Regions from separate parts of the Manis pentadactyla genome. Here region 1 is linked to region 2. A link is a contact called in public Hi-C data. All regions are on one chromosome and are shown on one strand. Each heading gives the region's core, a stretch centred on a gene start, on an enhancer-like site or on the middle of the called end of the contact. The rest is flanking DNA. Distances are from core to core; before and after follow the strand shown. Region 1 holds the start of CBR3 (carbonyl reductase 3). Region 2 holds the start of LOC118909601 (carbonyl reductase [NADPH] 1).

Region 1 (2,958 bases), core at 348-2,847, 230 kb after region 2:
GAAAACAATTCAAGTCATACAGTGTATGTCTGCTAGTTACAATGGAATTAAATTCAATTCAAAATCGATAATAGCAAGATATCCAGAAATCCCCAAATAGCTGGAAACTAAAAAATATACTTTTCAATATCCCTGGTCAAGGAAAATACAAAAATGTAAATTAGAAAATATTTTAAACTGATTGAAAGAAAACACAACACATCAGTGTTTATATGACATAGGAAATTAACAGCTCTGAATGCCTACATTAGAAAAAAAAATGATCTCAGCTTCCATGGTAAGAAACTAGAAAAGCAAATAAAACCCAAATTAGGCAAAAGGGAGGAAATAAAGGTTAGAACAGAAATATAATATAATCAGAAAAAAATAGAGAAAAAAAATGAAACCAAGAGCTTCTTCCTTGAGGATAATCAATAAAATTGATAAACCTCTCACCACACAAATCAGAAAAAAAAATATGGAAGACACAAATTACCAATATCAGGAATGAGCGAGATGGCCTCACTACCAATATTAAAAGGATTAATAAGGGCTTATTATGAATAACTTCATGTCAACAGAGTCAATAGTGTAGATGAAATATATACAATTTTTGAAAAACAAAAATTAGGCTCACTCAAGAAGAAAGAGAAAATCTGAATAGCTCTTTGTCTTTACACTAGAGCTCCAAATAATCTTTAGAAGTAAAGAATATATCGGTGGAGCCCCAGCAGGGGACCACACACAGCAAGGGTTAGGGTTCACCTTCCCGACCTCCCTTGTTGGACCAGGTAGAGTGGAGGTGATGGAGGCGTAAACAGCCTAGCCAGCTCTCAGGAAAAGCCGGTTCATAATGAGATCACACCTCTCCATAAACCTAAAAGTAACTAATCAAACACAGATTACACTAAGACAAGGTGAGGAAATTCCAATTGCCTATCCACAGTTTAACACACCTTTGGGGATTCATTTTCAGATGTAACTGTGAGAGTACACCGATTTCACTGGGAGAAAATAAATTATATATGTCCTCCTTGGACAAAACGGAAACGCAGACACTTAGCATCCATAGGACTTACGTAAGGATTTCATTAAAAGCATTCCAGAAAGTGGCTTGGCACACAGTAAGAGCTTCGTAAACATTCCCTCCCGCTTGGGGGCGCAGAAGGAGTCACACAGAGCACCGTACGCTGTCCACACCTGTAAATGCACTCGTGGGGCCTCTTTTCTCTCTTCTTGCTTAAGCAAGAAAGGGGATCCATGTCCTGAGAAGCACTCACCGTGTCTAAGTAATTTTGTCGCATTTGAGGAAAAAGGAAGCAATCTCATTTTGAGGGGGTTGATGGGCACATACCCAGGAAAATTACTCAGCACTGGCTTTTCTCCTTTTGGGGCTTTCCTGAAGTAGTTTCTTCAATCCGAGTGAATCTTCAGACCCCATCAACCCCTCACCGTCCGGTCTTGCTTTGGGGCTAACCAACGGCTTCGCCCGCGGACCACATCGTGGCTCAGACGCCGGATCAAAAAAGGACGCAGCACGGGGAGGGGCTGGACCCGGGAGTGGGGCGTTACGAAACCTTCGGGAACAGACGGCCACTCCTCGGAGGGGAGGGACCGAGCCTCGCGGCCTCGGTCTCTAGAAGTCGCAGCACTGGATCCTAGAACACACTTCTGTGCAGCTTCTCTAACTGTGGCCGGGTCTCTGCAGCGCGCGCCCGCGGTGACCCACAGCACAGTCCGCTCTCCTCGGCCCGCGGCCCGCGCGCCTCCCACCCAGCCATGTCGTCCTGCAGCCGCGTGGCGCTGGTCACCGGAGCCAACAAGGGCATCGGCTTCGCCATCGCGCGCGACCTGTGCCGGCAGTTCTCGGGGGACGTGGTGCTCACGGCGCGGGACGCGGCGCGGGGCCAGGCGGCCGTGCAGCAGCTGCAGGCCGAGGGCCTGAGCCCGCGCTTCCACCTGCTGGACATCGACGACCTGCAGAGCATCCGCGCCCTGCGCGACTTCCTGCGCAAGCAGTACGGGGGCCTCAACGTGCTGGTCAACAACGCGGGCGTCGCCTTCACAGGTAGGTCCGGGGTTCGGAGGTCCCTGGGCGCGCGGAGGGTGCAGGGCAGCGAGCCGCCGGCACCCCCAAGGCGTACGCTTGAGTGATCCGATAGGCAGCGCCCGCCGCTCTCGCCGGTGCTCCCGGGCACCCGGCTCCTCGCGCCCAGCCCTCCAGCCCGCTGGAGCGCAGCCTAGAGCCCTCCCAGAACTGTCAGCTGCTTGGTTTGCAAGAAAACCGGCCTCCTAGGATGGAGCCACGCCCTGCAAAGCTCATAAGCTTTCTGTCTCATGCAAAAAACATCTTCTCGGCGAAGGGTCTCCAAGATCACTTTGGGCTTTCGCTTTCCTTGGAGAGTGCATTCACAAATGCCAGGAGGCATGTACTCCGGGCAGGAAAGAAATCGCTGGAACAAGATAGGCGCGCATTTACCCATTAGTGGGCTTGAGACTGTTTAATGGAGAGATTTGATAGGCTCTGGCAAAACGGAAGAGAGCCTGGTTCCCTCCCCCAGGAACTTAGGTTTGTTATCAAATGTACAGCAAGTGTGGCTTTAAGTGGCATCTTCCTTTGGGGTAAAAAAAATGTCAAGGAGATCACTTACTCTATTACTCGATGGAGGAAATTATTGAACTGCCATGTGCTGGGATGGGAAGAAAGAATCAGGCCACCCTCACTTAACTAGAGAAGAGAAACTTTAGGAGGCAGAATGGAGTAAAAAGAACTCCTGTGAAGCCTAAGTTTTCCTGCAGCTCAGCCTGTGGGCTTGCTGGGAGCACTGGCAGGAGGTGGCTCGTGCCCTCGGCCACTAGTTGAAGGGTTGGTGGATTGATACTCCGCTTTCTGGACGACACGTGGAGAAACCCTGAGGTCCGCTGGAAGCCCTTGTCCCTCTAAGTGTGGGCGGTTGGACCAGCAGCTCCTGGAACTCT
Region 2 (2,991 bases), core at 259-2,758:
CAAAGCTCTCAGTTATCCTGAGTGAATAAAAACTAATCCCAAAATGTTACAACTCCATTGATGCGACATTTTTGAAATATTTAAATTTTACAAATGAAGAGCAGATTAGTGGTGGCCAGGGAATATGGTTGAGAGGGTGGGGGCAAGAGAAAGTGTTTGATTATAAAAAACAACAGGAGGGATTCCTTGATGGAAATGTTTTATGTCCTGACTGTAGTGACAGATACACAAACCTACACATGTAATAAGACTTTGCAGATCCAAATATGTGCACACACACACACATGCATACACAAATATGAACAAATAAAACTGAGGAAATCTGAACATATTGGTGGATTGTTTTGATATGAATAACCTGATGGTGATAAGCACCATAACTTTGCAAAATGTTACCACTGAGAAAAACTGGCTAAATTATAAGGAATCTCTGTATTACTTCTTACTACTGCATGTGAATCTGAAATTCTTTCAATAAAAATTTAAGTCCAAAAAACCCATAAAGGTCTTTCCTTGGTTATTAATTTTGGTTTTTGCAACTGGTTGGGAACCTACCCTTGCAATCGCAACATAATTCAATCTATCTAAAGTACAGCTGTTCAACAGAACTTTCTTCTGTGATGGAAATATCTCTTATCTGCACTGTCCAATACAGTGACCACTAACCATGTGACTATTGAGCACTTGAAATGTGGGTCATGCAACATAAAGAGATGAATTCTAAATTCTATTATTTTGATTACATTTAAATGGACGTTTAATGCTAATGACTATCATAAAGGGCAGCTCACAAACGAAACTTGACGGTGTAGTCCTCTATTTCTCTGCTATTAGTAAATAGTGAGGAAGACAATTCTCCCGCCGCTAATCTAATTTATAAACTTTCTGAGGATCCATCTCCTCACTTTAAAATGGAGATAAGATGCATCCTGGTGTGTGAGAAAGGGCTTTAAAGCCGGCCGGCACCTGCACCCTGTAGGACATGTACACAGGTAACTTGATGACCCTACAAGCGTCTAGGGAGATATCCCGGGATGATTCAATAAACGTTCCCCACTATTAGGTGAAAAGTAGTGAAGACTAAGCCAGTAGCTTTGCCTTTACATTCTTTGGGAAGAAATCCACACACACTTCATCCCTTGTCTTGTTCTTTCAGCTTATGCCACAACTGTAGTTCCAAAGACTCAGGTCAAACGGTATTTTGTCAACCAAGAAAAAAAAAATTCTGTACAAATGCCCTATTTCTTCAAGTGCTACTGTCAATAGCTGAATAGTTGGGGGAATACGAGGAAAAACTCTTGGACATCCAGGAATAAAGGTTCAATTTAAATGTAGTCACACGACCAAACGGAAGGGTTCGCTGCAGCCAAGCGGGCAGTCGGCCGCCGCCAGCAGCCCGAGCCATCAGCGGCTGCGCCACAAACTGCCACCCTGCCCGGGGCCTTGGCCTTCTCCGCGGGGCGGGGCCCGAGGCTGCGCATGCGCGCTCCACCGCTAACCCCACCTCCCCGCTGCCGTGCAACCTCCCCAGCACCGCGCAGAAATTGAGGCGACAGCTATACTGGCTCCTTTCCGGTTGAGTCCACGCTCAACGCCCGCGCCGCGTGACCCACCACCCAGCCATGTCATTCTGCAGCCGCGTGGCGCTGGTCACCGGGGCCAACAAGGGCATCGGCTTCGCCATCGCGCGCGACCTGTGCCGGCAGTTCCCGGGGGACGTGGTGCTCACAGCGCGAGACGAGGCGCGGGGCCAGGCGGCCGTGCAGCAGCTTAAGGCCGAGGGTCTGAGCCCGCGTTTCCACCTGCTGGACATCGACGACCGGCAGAGCATCCGGGCCCTGCGCGACTTCCTGCTCAAGGAGTACGGGGGCCTCGACGTGCTGGTCAACAACGCGGGCATCGCCTTCAAGAGTAAGGAAGGGGCTGGGTGCTGGGACGGCAGGCGAGGAGGTCACGCGGAACACCCCCAGACAGGATGGGCTGGATCTGTCTGGAGATCGCTGTTGTTGGGGGGCTCCTTAGGCCTTTGGGTCCAGAATGGCTCCCTAGAGAAGGAGGAAGGGTGGGGGGACAGCTAGAGCAGAGTCCAGCGGGAATTGGAGCAAGTCCCAGCCAGAGGGACCTTTGTGTTTCTTTGACTCAACTCCTGGGGATGTTTTCCAGGTGGCACAGTTTCCCTCGGATTGTACTCTAGGGCAGTTAGGTGAACTTTCAGTGCATTTTGAAATAAAGAAAATTTCACAAACTGGTTCACAGAGATCCCATGTGTGCTCCCTTCACCCAGCCTCCCCCAATGGTACCCTCTTACAACGCTACAGAACATTATGGAACCCTGAAATTGACAAGAGTACAACTGTAACTCAATGCCAGTGCAACACAAAATTCACCAGATTTTGCAACCACTTTTTTCTTTATATCATTCTGTGGAAGTTTTACAACATGACTACTATTTATTATTTCTACTTTCTTTCTCTCCTAAAGCTAATGATTCCACACCATTTCATATTCAAGCAGAAGTGACGATGAAAACCAACTTTTTTGGTACCCGAGATGTCTGCACGGAGCTGCTGCCTCTGGTGAGACCACAAGGTGAATCTAGTGAGCAGCCCCCACAGAGTGACTCTGGTGTGATATGGCCCTGCTGCCCCTGACCTCATCTCCAGGCCCTGTGCACTCTACACTGGCCCCCGGGGTGTGTCTCCTCAGGACCAGGGGCCCCTCTTCTCTGGACTACACACTTGTCAGTGGCCATCAGTGATAACATCCCCTGCACAAGTGCCTCTTTCTCTTCCTCAGCTCTTCAGTCAAAGTCTCCCTCCACAGGCCCTTTACTTGTTCTCTGCCCCTCACACATGGGGGTCCCTGAGCATGGTCCAGGAAAGACCAGGCATGGAGCTTCCAGTCGTCCTATCCCAGTGGAGTCCTGTGGATAGCATGGAATTTCCCAGCAACCATGTGTGACAGTACACATGGATCCTGCCAAACAAGAAG

What was found. Hi-C and Micro-C count contacts between places; a contact is called where the count stands out from the background.
Region 1: a contact with region 2 is called in a Hi-C map of skin fibroblasts, with 2.8 times the contacts expected there. The contact joins the promoter of CBR3 here to the promoter of LOC118909601 in region 2. A contact is called at or near these places in 2 of 3 Hi-C or Micro-C datasets (fibroblasts and skin fibroblasts).

What each region holds. Positions count from the first base shown.
Region 1 is chr1:188,630,552-188,633,509 of mManPen7.hap1, forward strand. It overlaps CBR3 (carbonyl reductase 3), which reads left to right and starts at 1,598. Exons shown (of 3, transcript XM_036899325.2): 1 at 1,598-2,047. The coding sequence starts at 1,759. It overlaps LOC118919399 (a long non-coding RNA gene), which reads right to left and starts at 1,479. Exons shown (of 2, transcript XR_005027494.2): 1 at 1,260-1,479.
Region 2 is chr1:188,399,076-188,402,066 of mManPen7.hap1, forward strand. It overlaps LOC118909601 (carbonyl reductase [NADPH] 1), which reads left to right and starts at 1,509. Exons shown (of 3, transcript XM_036880248.2): 1 at 1,509-1,911; 2 at 2,482-2,589. The coding sequence starts at 1,623.